2 separate regions of the Oryzias latipes genome follow, and region 1 is linked to region 2. Evidence: chromatin contacts called from public Hi-C data. All regions are on one chromosome and are shown on one strand. Each heading gives the region's core, a stretch centred on a gene start, on an enhancer-like site or on the middle of the called end of the contact. The rest is flanking DNA. Distances are from core to core; before and after follow the strand shown. Region 1 holds the start of LOC101173184 (BTB/POZ domain-containing protein 6-B). Region 2 has its middle 34 kb from the start of LOC101163046.

Region 1 (3,464 bases), core at 960-3,459, 130 kb after region 2:
AAACATGACGGCAGAAGACAGAAAAGTGGGTGAACTTCAGACACTTCCATCAAGCAAAAACCCCTTCCTCCTGAAGGTTTGGTTGGTCCTGAACGTCTGAGATGAGTAAAGATCCTCCAGAGCGCCGACAGCGGACACATTACCTGCTCCACAGAGTCCCGATGGCCTTCTTCCCGTGTGCATCCAGTCTCTCTTCATCCTCTGCACCAGTCGCATCGCCGTCATGGAGACGTCGTGGTTCTTCTCTCCAAACTCTAACATTTGGGCAAATCGAGGAATATACAAACATGGATCTGTTCAGAGGAAAGAGTTTTGGTTAACCGGCAGGTTCTGACAGGTTTTTTTCAGTTCACTGGCCTTAGAGGCCTCTGCTTCTGGGGTTTCTCTCTTGCATTTGCAAAAATGCAACAAAGAAAAGAAGCATTTCTCGTCATTTTTCTAGGAATCGCTTCCATGAACAAAGTTCATCACTGCTTATTATAATCGATAAATGACTGGATTTTTTTCCCTCTTTCTTAATCAATTGTGGAATTTTTAAATGGATGCAATATTTTCATAATTTTAAATGTTAAACCTCCTCCTGCGAGATAGTTTAAAATATAATGCGAGTCAAGCGTTGATTGAAGTGTTGCTTCATGCCAAATAACCTTTGGCTGAAATGGACAAACGTCATCATCCAATCAGCCATGTCCCATAATAACCTACTTTTTCTGGCTTCTTCTTGTGTTTCAACATTTCTGGAAATAATTATTTTCCAAAACGTTTCTTTTTTTCAGAGGATGGTAAGCAAACTCTCTGCATTTCCTTCTCAAAACGCCCAGAAAACCCAAACTAAACATGTTTGCATTGTTGTGGTGATCCAAGACACTAAACTGCAGAGAAGATGCTCCAAAGTCAGAGGGGCATCTTCTTTCCACGAGGCTTTTTCCAGAGCAGTCAAGTGAAAAGCTGGCGGCGCCAGCTGTTAATACAATCAGGCCCCTCCCCCTCAGCCCCCCCCGTCTAAGCTCATCGCCAGGCTGGAAACACAAGAAGGAGGCGGACGCCTCGCTCCTCCATCTCTACCAGACGATAAAAGCCACTAGAATCTCAGCAGCCAGAAATGCAGCGCTTTGCTCACATGACTCCTCTGGCTGCGGTTAAGGTCGGCACAGATTAGGGGTTTAGGTCCCGACTTGGACTTGGTCGCTTCATCGGTTTAATGCCTGCAGGGATTTCCTTGTGTTTTGTGTGTGACAGTAAATGACAGAATTCAGAAAAACTGCAGCATTTGACAGCACCACGCCGCCACTTCTTCATCAAGACGGAAATTGTGTGAAATTCTGTCTTTTTTGTCTTTTTTCAATAAAATATGGTGCTGCGTGTCATTATATTAAAGTTCTAGTGTTAAATTTGATTTAAAAAAAAACGACAAAATAAAAGTCCTTTGGATTTTCAAAAGTAACGCTGCAAAACTCTTTTGAAAGATCTTTAATGTGCCGACCTGAACTGTTGGAAAGCAGCAGCTCCTGGGATTTGTAGTTTCTCTGAGTGTAGCTGAAGCAGACACAACGGTGGACGCCTCCTGGAATAATTAGGAGCCACAGTTTTACACTACCGGGGTTCAGAATACCAGGAAGGTGGACATTTATTTAATGAAATTGTGAATTCTTTCAGTTAAAATTTTAAAGAAATTTGTCTCTAAAGATAATAGAATCAAAGATTCAAAGACGAAACACGTTTTCTAAATAACGACAAATTTGACCTTATAAACTGAGGTGTTTTAAACGTGTTTTTAAGTCATCCAGATCATTTTTTGGCATCAAAATGACTTTAAAACCATGTTTCATACTCATGGAGTTCAGTTTGGAGGCATTGGGGAACTTTTACAACTGTTTACTCGATTCCTGAGCTTAAAGGTGAATCACGTTTTTCATCATTGCAAAACAAAACAAAGATTTAAAATAGAAAATCAACAGACAAATGTAATTAAAAAAACAAAGAGGGAGCATAACCACCACCCCCCCCCCCCCCCCCCACACACACACACAGAGTTATTTTTATTTAGGGGAGACCCCCTCCCCCCCCCCTCCCCCCGGTATCTATTAGACAATTATACAGGGGGAGGAGTCAGGCGTCTGACGCACGCAGGGGAGGAGGGAGGGAGGGTCTCTAAGGTCTACGATTCTGACGTCAGCGCAGTGCCGACATCTGATTGGTCCTTCGGAAGTCCTGGCCGTTCACAGCGAGGGGGGGGGTCAGGACGGGGAAACAGCAGTAAAAATAGAGAGGAGCTCCGGACTTGGCACCACTAACGGTTCCTCCGGGGTTCGTGAGCTCCGGTTCTCCAACGGAGACTGGAACCGAGGAGGAAGGGGAAGGACGTCCGAGGATTACCGAGACTTGGGGGGGTTCCGTCCGGATTACCGGGTGAAAGGGGGAGAGTGACGGCGCTATGAGGACGGAGGTCTGGCATCGCAGAGCGAGCTGACCTCCTAGAACCGCCGCAGCTCCGGAGGGAACGGAGGGAGGCCCGGGCGGAAACTTCCTTCACGGCGGATCTGAAGCGGCGCTGACCCCCCGAAAGAAGAGCGAACACCGGGCAGGAAAGCCCTCCGGTTCCCTCCGAACTCCGCCGGGCGGGAGGCCGATGCCCGCGGCAGACCGTCGCCTGCTCCGCCATGGCCGGATCATGAGGTGTCTGACGTTCCTGCTGCTGCTGCCAGAGGCGCTGAAGAAGTCCCGGAGGCTCCCGGGCGGGCTCCCGGTGTGCTACGACATCCTTCCGCTCTCCAGCTCCAAGAGGAAGCAGCAGAAGAAGAAGATGGCTGCGGAGCTGTACCCCGCGGACAGCACCAACAACGCCAACCTGGCCAACGGCACTACGGTAGCGGACGCCGAGAAGACCAAGGAGGTGCAGCTGTGCGCACCGAGCGGCGGCAGCGGCAGCGGCGCCACCAGCCCGACCGCCCAGCAGAACGTCAACAACAACAACGTGGAGCCGGCCAGCTGGCAGTGCAGCCACCCCACGCTCCGGGAGAGGTACGAAAACTGCCTTTCTGACGTAGAACGGGGCATTTTCTGACGATCCAAAAGGCAGTTAGCATTAAAACTCCATTTCGAAGTTTTTCTTGTTTCAAATCGTTGTGAAGCAGGAGCAGACGAAAAAATGCCGTGGGAAAAAGATTGTATTTGTGACATGGAAAATATGCCAAAGTTAGAAAATACACTGGGCGGGGCCAAAGTCTCTCTGCTCCGCCCCTTTCTGATGCATCCACCTGCATACAAACAGATCCATGAATATCAGGGCCTGTTTGGATGAACAGAGAGCTGAAATCCTGGAGATGGGAAATGTTGTTAAATCAGTTAATGAGGGCAATTTCCCACTGCACACTGGTTGAAAAACACTGTCCTAGAAAACGAGAAAGGTTTTTAGATTTTGGCTAAAAACATCATAATTTAAGGCGTATTCAGACTGAAGTGTA
Region 2 (3,794 bases), core at 181-2,680:
CTGCTGAAGGGTTCTCCTCTTAGGGGGTCTGGTTCTGCTGAAGGGTTCTCCTCTTAGGGGGTCTGGTTCTGCTGAAGGGTTCTCCTCTTAGGGGGTCGGGTTCTGCTGAAGGGTTCTCCTCTTAGGGGGTCTGGTTCTGCTGAAGGGTTCTCCTCTTAGGGGGTCTGGTCCTGCTGAAGGTTCTCCCCCTGGGGGTCTGGTTCTGCTGAAGGGTTCTCCTCTTAGGGGGTCTGGTTCTGCTGAAGGGTTCTCCTCTTAGGGGGTCTGGTTCTGCTGAAGGGTTCTCCTCTTAGGGGGTCTGGTTCTGCTGAAGGTTTCTGCCCTTGGGAGTCTGGTTCTGCTGAAGGGTTCTCCTCTTATGGGGTCTGGTTCAGCTGAAGGTTCTACCCTTGGGGGTCTGGTTCTGCTGAAGGGTTCTCCTCTTAGGGGGTCTGGTTCTGCTGAAGGGTTCTCCTCTTAGGGGGTCTGGTTCTGCTGAAGGGTTCTCCTCTTAGGGGGTCTGGTTCTGCTGAAGGTTTCTGCCCTTGGGAGTCTGGTTCTGCTGAAGGGTTCTCCTCTTATGGGGTCTGGTTCAGCTGAAGGTTCTACCCTTGGGGGTCTGGTTCTGCTGAAAGTTCTCCCACTGGGGGTCTGGTTCTGCTGAAGGGTTCTCCTCTTAGGGGGTCTGGTTCTGCTGAAGGTTCTACCCTTGGGGGTCTGGTTCTGCTGAAGGGTTCTCCTCTTAGGGGGTCTGGTTCTGCTGAAGGGTTCTCCTCTTAGGGGGTCTGGTTCTGCTGAAGGTTCTACCCTTGGGGGTCTGGTTCTGCTGAAGGGTTCTCCTCTTATGGGGTCTGGTTCTGCTGAAAGTTCTACCCTAGGGGGTCTGGTTCTGCTGAAGGGTTCTCCTCTTAGTCCTCTTTGGAATAATGAAAGAAGCTCAGACACTATGGGACAAACATCCAAAAGGTCAGCTATGTAAATATATGTATTTTTAAAAGTTAGAACAAGTCCATCTATCCATTCAAATATGATTCTATAATCCATATCCTATTCTGGATTTTTTTTATAAACAAAAGAACTAGGTGACATTCTGTAGAAACTATGCAAAAAGAAATCTTGTTCTCAAATTTTTAAGTAGCGTGTAATTTGCCAAGCAACACATAACTTAGCTCAGAAAATACATTAGGTTTTAGTGTCGATTTCCTTAATATAATCCTTACTTTTGACAGTTTGTAAAGGTTTGCAGAGCTTTTAGGAATGTTTGTTATCCATTTGTGGCTAAATGTGATTTTAAACCTTAACCCTTATGCTTCAGCTAATGTATACTTGAAAGAAAATCCGTCGCATCGTGAGCGTCGCTGCTTGAGTCGTGTTCATCTGTACAAGCCGCTCAGAGGAGCAGCCTCTGACGGCCCTTCAAACCCATCTCCAATGATAATGGGAATTTGATCACAGGGAGCAGAGCGGGTGGCAAAGGTATGTGTGTGTGGGGGGGGGCTTTTGTGAGAAACTCTTCAAAGCACTAGCCCTCACATTTGTCCATTGGAGCTCTTTGTAACCGTATCCTCCACTGTCATTTAGTCCCCTTTATTTTTAGGCAGGGGTATTATTGCTTCCATACTCCTCACATACCCACGGTCTTTGTTTGCAGAGATGGGGTCAGGTTTTAGCTTTTTTTCATCCTGTTCTGAAGTATCTTCTCTGCCCACCCACCCCCTTCTCCCCCCTCCACGTTGTAATGGATTACAATGACCAGCGAGTGCTCCCTTAACTCCAGCTCTCAGCGGGGGAAAAACAGGCATCTGGTTTGTGCCTTCGCTCTAATCCTGCTGCATGCAGAAATCTCAGCTGTGGAAATGTGCCTGAAGGTTGTGCCACAAAAGCCGCTGGGTACCTTTTGCGCATTTTCCACGTTTGAAATTTATGTCTTTCGTGACTCATGTGTGAAGTACGTCATTCATGAGTGTTTCTTGCGCAGAAAATGGTTTCAGCTGACAGGTCTGTAACCCTTGTGCTATCCTAGGCATTTAACATTGGGGTTTGGGTCATCTAGACCCACTAGACAGTGCTATGAACCTTTTTTCTTCAATGATTTGTGATCTTCACTGGTGTCCATGGATTACATGAAATCTTTTCACCTTTATCCACCTTTGTCATGGTAGGGAGAACACGTCAATGTGAGGGTGGGGTCATCTAAGATAGCACAAGGGTTAAGGGAATTTGGTTTTGAGCTATTGAAAACTTTGGGTCGGTTGAGAATTACGCAGTTTACATGTATTTTACGTATTCTACACACAATCTCATGCAATTGTGCGTGATTTTTGTGCAAAAATGTCTTTCCACGACTATTCAATGTATGTAGACTTTTCACACATGAACCACCTATGTATAACTTTTATATCACGTTCAATTTATGAAATTGATGCATGAATCATTAATGTGATTACCCCAATTGTATATAACCAACACAATAATCAAACAGCGCGATATTCACACGGTTCATGTTCTACAGGGCTTTATGTGTTCTTTATGTGCTTTATTCCAACTTTTTCTGTGGTTTTAACCCTTGTGCTATCCTAGGCACTTTAACGTTGGGAGTTGGGTCATCTAGACCCACTAGACAGTGCGCTGAACCTTTTTTCTTCAATGATTTGTGATCTTCACTGGTGTCCATGAATTACATGAAATCTTTCCACCTTTATCCACCTTTGTCATGGTAGGGAGAACAAGTCAAAGTAAGGGTGGGGTCATCTAAGATGGCACAAGGGTTGATGTGGTTCATTCCTGATACATTTGGGAAAATGTCCCGGAAAGACCACAACTTTTCTCACTTTTTCCACATAGATTCACATATGACCAATTGTCATACTTGCAATATGCGCAAAATGTAAGTAGTGGCTGTTTGACACGGTCCTAACTGTCAACACTTACAATCAAAAAAGCCTTCTCCTATATTGTTTGTGCCATTTTAAAAATCTTGCGTTATAAAAACTACAACTTCAGCTGTGCATTGTCTTTCTGAACACTGACTGATTTGGCCGATTGCACATAATTAGGAAGAAAATCTCATTTGGCCAAAGGTACCCTGTCACAAATAGAAGATGAATTTATTTTTCACATATGAACTGATCATACATTGGATTTTAGAACATTTTACAGCCATTTTAGTTTAATTGGGCTACATTGAAGCAGGGCTGCAGGTGAAACGTGGAGCTAACTGGGATTCAGGGGAAATCCTGAGATCATCGGCTGATAGTCTGTTGTCCACCACAGTTGCTGCCCGTTTGTCTTTTGGGTTGGCAGAGTGTGTGTTCGCTCCCTGACCTTGTGGTGCAACAGCAAACACCACTCATCATGCAAACCTTGTTCCCTTGACATGAAAGAAGTGACCAGCAGATCAGAGGTCTAAGCTTTTGGGAACATGTAAGTCAGCTTGAGTCGGCCGATTCACGGCCTCTGTAAACCTAAAGTATGTTAGATACGGACATGATGACTGTTGAACAGAAGCCACAGTCACTTTGAAGTGCGGGTATGAATACTGAACTGCTCTGCATTAGTGAGTGTAGCCTCAGTATGTGTGTCCAGCTGTTCTGGTGGGGACAGCTGTGCAGTAAGACTTTTAGCTGGAACTTTTCTGACTCTGAATCCTGGCTTGAACTGTTCCTACCTCATTGTGTGTTCTCCCTTCAAGCCTCGTTCTTAGATCTGTCTATGCTGGTTAACAAAACACCGTGTAGCATGTGTATGCATGAAAACGGGCATGTATGCAAACCACAAATGAAATGTTGTCAATTAGAATGATGTCACGTTCAGTT

The links. A called contact is a pair of places that touch in the nucleus more often than the background predicts.
Region 1: a contact with region 2 is called in a Hi-C map of embryo, with 5 times the contacts expected there. The contact joins the promoter of LOC101173184 here to the enhancer-like site in region 2. A contact is called at or near these places in 4 of 5 Hi-C or Micro-C datasets (embryo and fibroblasts).

The regions. Positions count from the first base shown.
Region 1 is chr22:21,156,584-21,160,047 of ASM223467v1, forward strand. It overlaps LOC101173184 (BTB/POZ domain-containing protein 6-B), which reads left to right and starts at 2,210. Exons shown (of 4, transcript XM_004082680.4): 1 at 2,210-3,021. The coding sequence starts at 2,630. LOC101163291 (transcription factor IIIB 90 kDa subunit) reads right to left here. Exons shown (of 19, transcript XM_020713750.2): 7 at 144-254.
Region 2 is chr22:21,030,176-21,033,969 of ASM223467v1, forward strand. No RefSeq gene overlaps it. Among protein-coding and RNA genes, the nearest start is that of LOC101163046, 34 kb to the left of the region's middle. Within about 2 kb of position 1,431, at least 3 of the 8 cell types and tissues checked have an H3K27ac peak or open chromatin away from gene starts, as enhancers often do. A contact at or near this core is called in embryo, where this site is marked.